2 separate regions of the Mus musculus genome follow, and region 2 is linked to region 1. A link is a contact called in public Hi-C data. All regions are on one chromosome and are shown on one strand. Each heading gives the region's core, a stretch centred on a gene start, on an enhancer-like site or on the middle of the called end of the contact. The rest is flanking DNA. Distances are from core to core; before and after follow the strand shown. Region 1 overlaps Wdr78 (WD repeat domain 78). Region 2 holds the start of Wdr78 (WD repeat domain 78).

Region 1 (2,906 bases), core at 133-2,632:
CTTAACTTAAGAACACGAACCTGAAGAGCCTGAAGAAACTTTGCAAGTGGAAAATCTTAAGGTAGCAGAGGACGAGCCGAAGAAGGAAGATGAAGAAGAAGTGGAAATGGAACTAGAGCTAGAGATAGCTACGGAACAGTCAACAATACCGGCTAATTTGGAACGGCTCTGGTCTTTCTCCTGTGACTTAACGAAAGGCCTCAACGTGAGCAGCCTTTCCTGGAATAAAGCAAACCCAGTAAGTCACCAAATGCTGTAACAGCCCAAGTCTAGCGCTTAAGCTGCAATTCTTTTGTAAATTTTTATTTATTTCATATGTATGCGTATAGTGTGTGTATGTGTGCGCACATGCATCCAGAGGACAACTGTCATGACTCAGTTCTCTACTTTCAACTCACGGAGGCAGGGTTTCTCATTTCTGCTGCCCTGTGTTCTCCGGGCTAGCTAGCCAGAATTTCAGATTATTCTCCCGTCTCTAGCTTTTTGTGAGTTCCAGACATCGAACTCAGGTCATTGGGTGTGTGCAGCAAATGCTTTTACTCAATGAACCACCTTGCTGGTTCTTACTGGCGAATTCTAAAATGGAGGGGTTTTGCTTGGTCTGTGTGTGTGTGTGTGTGTGTGTGTGTGTGTGTGTTTATTCAGACTTGGGCAAAAGAGTTTTGCCTGGCTATATAACACCTACTTTTAAAATATCTCTGAACAAAATTTATATTTGAAAAAGGAGAAAATGCAAATAGTTGCATATTTCTCCTTACATATAAACATATTAACATCTTTATTTTAAGCGTGTGCTGGCCACATGGTATCCGCTAAATCCATGTCGGATGATGTGATCTATACTAGAAAATGGTGTGTGGTTGGCTTATTTATCTGAAAGTCGTATCCCTAAATTATTCTCCTCCAAGCTGTCATAGCTGGAAGGGTATACTTAATCCAGTGATCATGCCAATATGTAAACCACTCGTGAGCTTCCTTAGTAATAATGTTATTGATATCATTAGATGCATAGGCAGCACTTCATACATACCAGGTACTACTTAAAGTATTTTCTTATGATTTTAATTTTATCCTTTTAAATGATGTGTATGTGTGTTTGTGAATATGCACATGTGAGCGCAATGTCCTAGGAAGACAAAGGCTACTGATCCACTGGAGCTGGAGTGAGAGGTGTTCGTGAGCACAGTGTGGGTCCTGGGAAAGCGATCTCAGATCCTCTGGAAGAGCAGAACATGCTTTTAGTTGCCCATCTACCTCTCTAGCCTCGTGCTGAGTCAGACCATCCACTTGGTTGAGGCACCAAGATGATAAGCAATTTCTCCAACCTCACCCAAACAGGAAATGGAGCTGCCAGAATTCAGGTGCAGACATCTGGCCAGAGAAGCTCCAACGTCATCTTGAGGCAGATAAACTAGGGCAGTGGGTTTCAATCTGTGGGTTGTGCCCCTCCCTCCAAGTGATCATCAGAAAACGCAGATATTTACATTATGATTCATAAAAGTAGCACACTTATAGCTATGAAGTAGCAATGAAAGTAATTTTCATTACTACAGGGTCACCACAACATGAAGAACTGTATTAAAGGGTCACAGCATTAGGAAGGTTAAGAACCACTGAGCTGGAGGCTGGTTTATTTGTTGTTAAAGGAGACTATGTATACAGTAACAAAGCTGGTGTTCTCCTGGGTTTTACAAAATACTTCAAAAGGTATTTCCCAACTAGACATTCCAAATAGCATCTCAGGAGTAACTGCATCTTTGAAATAGATATTTAGTGTACTTTAAGCTCAGAACCTTCTGTATACTAAGCGAGTGCCCCAGCTGCAGCCCCAGCTCCTGACCTTGCCCTCTGTCTTAGCAGTGTTTGTAAACAGTCTGTTAGTAAGCACCTGCATGCGTTGGCTACAGTTTCCTGTCATCCTCTCAAGTGTCTTGTTTTGTGTTTTAGGACCTTTTGGCTGTTGGCTATGGAAACTTTGGATTTAGAGAACAAAAAAAAGGAATGGCCTGCTGCTGGTCAATAAAGAACCCCATGGTAACCCAAAGAGGAACAAGCATCCTTTTATTTAGTTAAATGTGGACACGGTGTTTGTACACTGTGTACTTGTGTATAATCGTTTAGCAAAGTCCAGGGACTGGAGAGATGGCTCAGCGGTTAAGAGCACTGACTGCTCTCCCAGAGGTCCTGAGTTCAATTCCCAGCAACCACATGGTGGCTCATAACCATCTGTAATGAGATCTGATGCCCTCTTCTGCTGTGTCTGAAGAGACCAACAGGGTACTCACATACATAAAATAAATAAATCTTTAAAAATTAATAATAATAATTCAGCAAAGTCCAGACCATTTTATCAGTCAAAACTTTTCACTTTCTTTCATATGTGTGTTCATATGTATAAGTGCACATATGCAGGTGCAAATGTGTGTGTGTATGTGTGTGTAGGTCAGAGCACACAGGCCTAGATGTTGCTATCTTGGAGTCAAAGCTTGTCTTTTTTGTGTTTTTTTTTTTGGTTTTTGTTTGTTTGTTTGTTTTTTTGAGACAGGGTTTCTCTGTATAGCCCTGGCTGTCCTGGAACTCACCTTGTAGACGAGGCTGGCCTCGAACTCAGAAATCTACCTGCCTCTGCCTCCCGAGTGCTGGGATTAAAGGCATGCACCATCATGCCTGGCTAAAAGCTTGTTTTTTGGGGGGTCAGGGTCTCTCACTCATTTGGAGCTATTCAGTTGTTGGCTTGGAGCTTATTAAGTAAGAGGGTCAGGCTGTCCAGCTAGCCCAAGATCCCCTTGTCTCTGCCTACCAATTAAAAATACACGCCATCAGCAACCCATGTTTGTCTATGGCTTCTGGGAATTGAATTCAGGTCTTCCGACTTGAAAAGGCAAGGACTTTACCAACAGAACCAT
Region 2 (3,341 bases), core at 273-2,772, 49 kb before region 1:
AAATCTTAACGTTGCTGATGTCACTTTTATATCACCCAAAGTCTTGGAAGGGTTGGCCATTAGCACGCCTACAACACCAGCACAGACAATAATCATGTTTTTATTACATGAGGGAGCTTGCCTTTGCCCTCCCTTCATCTCCAGTCGTGCCCTTGCCTACCAGCATCACATCCGTCTTGTCTGCATTGAACCTCAACCAGTTGGTTCTTAACCACGTCCGAAACTCAGCCAGGCACTGGGAGAATCGAGCCACCACACCATCTGGATTAAAGGAAAGAAAGCCTCAGTAGCAAAGAGACAGAGACAGTTACCTCAAGCTCACTCAGTCTCACATTTTCAAAAGATGTCCCAGAACCAGGTCAACCGCCCCGTGGGAATTTCAGCAAAATGAAACAAAGATTGAGTCCTGCAATTTATAAGCAATGCTAAAGATTACAAAGAACCCAATAATTACATTTCTGTATTTCACCCATGATTTGAGAAAAGTCTAGTCAATTCCGGGTCATCTCCGTTAAGCGGTCTTAGAAACCTAGCTGGTCTTAAAATTGCCTAAGGTCTTCTGCAAAATTACAAAAATTGAGGTTTAATAGAAAAACTGAAGCCCTCCCCGGGAGTGGGGGAAGAGACTTGCCCAAGGTCACACAACATGCAAGGACCAGAGATGGGAACCAGGCCAGCAAGCATCTACATTACAAGCTAAAAGAATAAGGCCACTCGCGGGGGAGATAGGCACTGGGAGCGGCTGGTTCCCTGCAATGCTGTCTCTGAGTCTCTCGCCCCTCTAGCTCCCTCCGACAACGGCAGGTTGACCCAGGTTGCGCCTATCACCTCAAGGGATGCTCTGCTAAGAGAGCCAACCTCAACTGGCTGGACAGCTAGAGAAATCAGGGGCACAGAGGTGGAGCCACGGGGGAGTGGCCAGGAAGCCACACCCCTGCCGCGGAGCGAGGGCCGACCGAAAAGGGCGGGAGCTGGCCTGCCCGCCCCGCAAACTCACTCCGCAGCGTAATCCCGGCGCGCCGCGGAAGCGGCGAAGATTGGGCGCCGCCGCCGCCACCGCGAAGGCCGAAAGACCGGGGAGGGGCGGGGCGGAAACTACGCATGCGCGCCAGACGGCAGCGCCTCCAAGCCGCCAGCCCTCCCGGTACACTCGGGCAGCCCCGCCCCGGAAGTTAGGAGTCTTCCGGGCGGCGCTCTCCCGTGGGGGGAGGGGAAGTGGGGAAAAGGAGACTGCGAGCGCCCCTGGGGCCCCGGTTCCCGATCGAAGGATGGGTAAGATGGTCTGTGGAGGCTGCACTTACAGCCGCCGCTGCTGCCGCCGCCTCCGCTGCTGCCGCCGCCGCCTGGAGACGCCCCATCCATCCGCCTGCAGCCGGGAGACTCGCAGCCTGGGAGGGGCCTAGGGCCTGGGCCGCCCGCCTCCTCCGAATCGTCGCCCGAGCTTCCTCCAGCTCCACCAACCCTCTACCCTCCCCTCCGCCTCCGCCCTCCTCCTCCACCTCGAGCGGCCAGCCAACCGCGCGGCCGCTTCTTGAGCCAGGCTCCGCGGTCGCCATGGCGCCCGGCAAACATTCCTGAGCTGCTGAGCGGGCAGTTGGGAGTCCGGGCATCGCCGAACCTGCTGGGGAAGGGGGCGCCGAGCCCTGGTCTAAAAAGTCACCACCATGCATAGCTCTCCGACGAGCACCCGCAAGCAGGCCAGCTTCGCCGCGTAAGTTCCGCACTAGATCCGTGTGGCCCGTTCCTCTAGATCCCGGAGAGACAGCCAGCCCTTCGGTTTGGAAAGGGGTTCCCAACGCATTCGATCCCGCGGAGCCCCCCAGGCAGCGCCGGATCCTCTGGCTTGATTCGGTCTGTGTAAAAACTCCCGCTGCCGTGCTAGACCGGAGTTTGTCGAGGACCACCCTGCCTATTTCTTCCAAGCGCTTTTTCTTGTATTCTTTCATTAGGTCTCTCAACTTCCAAGCTGTCTCGTGTTCTGGCTCCTTGGTCTCTGAGCAACCAAAGCTAATTTTAATATGTACGCCAGCAGAGGATTTTTTTTTTTCATCTCTTTCTGCCAGCTTACCTTAAGACTCTTAACTGCTTAGTTCATGCCGCTAAGCTAGGAGAAAGGCCCAAAGATAATGTGGACTCGTGTGGCGTTGAACTTGGAAGTGGTTTGAATTTTCATTAAAATATTCCCCCTTTCATGCTCGAACATTTCAGTGGTTTTGCGGTCTTCCCAGAGCAGCCACATCTTTTCTTCCAACATCCTCTCAGCTAATTCGCCCTTTGAACTTACTGAAAGTTCTGAGGAGAGAGCCTTGCATTTGCCCTTGAGTTAAGTGCTCAGCCTTACATCGCTTCTCCGAAAAAGCGCTTTCCAATAGCTTACAACAGTCGGTTGGCACTTTAGTTGTTAACTAGCCAGTCACCAGCTTTGATCTAAATGACCACTTACTTTACTGAGTTTTGAAATGCTTCAGTTAGCTAATAGGACATTTTTCAATCTTCACTAGGCTCGTGGCTAGTTTCTGCTGTTATGTATCAATGTCTGTTTGTGTTTATAGATCAGGGTCTTTCGCCCTGTGTAGCCCTGGCTGATATGGAACTGGTTTGAAAGTGCTGGGATTAAATAAAGGCTTGGGCCACCTGGCCTGGCCTTCTTTTTCAAAATAGTTTACTAATCTGTCTCCTTCCTAAATATGTGTTGTGGAGGCAGGTGGTTCACTTCGTTGTTGCCTTGTGCCTTTCAAAGTTAAGTATATGCATGATTCACAAGTTTTCTTATCTCTTCAAGATCTCTCTCAAGAAAACAAAACTGAAGCAATTACACCCAGTGTGCTCGAAATTCATCCTCAGCGCTGTAATTTACTGCCCCTTTGTTTCCAGTCCGCAGCCATCCCAGTTCATTAAACTGCAACCCTTGCACTTCCTCGGTATGGGTCCTGCATCTTTACTGCCAAGCATTGAGGGCCACTTCACTTCGTCAAGTAGCTGTGCTCTCCAGACCTAACAGTCATTTCTGCATTGGAATAGCTGGCTGAATCGTCTGCTTGCCAACACCCTCCACATAGTAGTCTGCACAAAACTTCCTTAAGCTTTTCCCTTTCCCTCTGAGCTCCCTTTCTTCCAAGTCCCCACGGGATCTGGCTTTGGATTATGCCCCTTGAGTATGATGTAACATCCCGCAGCACGCACACACACGCACATATACACACACATAGGCCAGGAACGCTATTACGCTTCGAGTTTATCCCCATGAGTATATTATATTCTCCAGGTTTTTTTTTTTCCTTAGTTTTTCAAGACAGGGTTTCTGGAACTCTCTGTAAACCAGGCTGGCTCTAATTCACAGA

The links. A called contact is a pair of places that touch in the nucleus more often than the background predicts.
Region 2: a Hi-C map of double positive thymocytes shows a contact between it and region 1, with 1.6 times the contacts expected there. The contact joins the promoter of Wdr78 here to the enhancer-like site in region 1. A contact is called at or near these places in 1 of 15 datasets of contacts at CTCF or cohesin (thymocytes), 5 of 484 Hi-C or Micro-C datasets (DN3 thymocytes, the P5424 cell line and double positive thymocytes), 6 of 115 datasets of contacts at active chromatin or transcription factors (CD8 T cells, the SCID.adh cell line, double positive thymocytes and 1 more) and 1 of 9 other capture datasets (adipose tissue).

The regions. Positions count from the first base shown.
Region 1 is chr4:103,063,592-103,066,497 of GRCm38.p6, reverse strand. Wdr78 (WD repeat domain 78) reads left to right here. Exons shown (of 17, transcript NM_146254.4): 9 at 12-238; 10 at 1,948-2,034. Among named protein-coding and RNA genes, the nearest start is that of Insl5, 38 kb to the right of the region's middle. Within about 2 kb of position 1,382, at least 12 of the 459 cell types and tissues checked have an H3K27ac peak or open chromatin away from gene starts, as enhancers often do. A contact at or near this core is called in the P5424 cell line, the SCID.adh cell line and double positive thymocytes, where this site is marked.
Region 2 is chr4:103,112,480-103,115,820 of GRCm38.p6, reverse strand. Wdr78 (WD repeat domain 78) reads left to right here and starts at 1,522. Exons shown (of 17, transcript NM_146254.4): 1 at 1,522-1,711. The coding sequence starts at 1,665. It also overlaps a transcript of Mier1 not described here.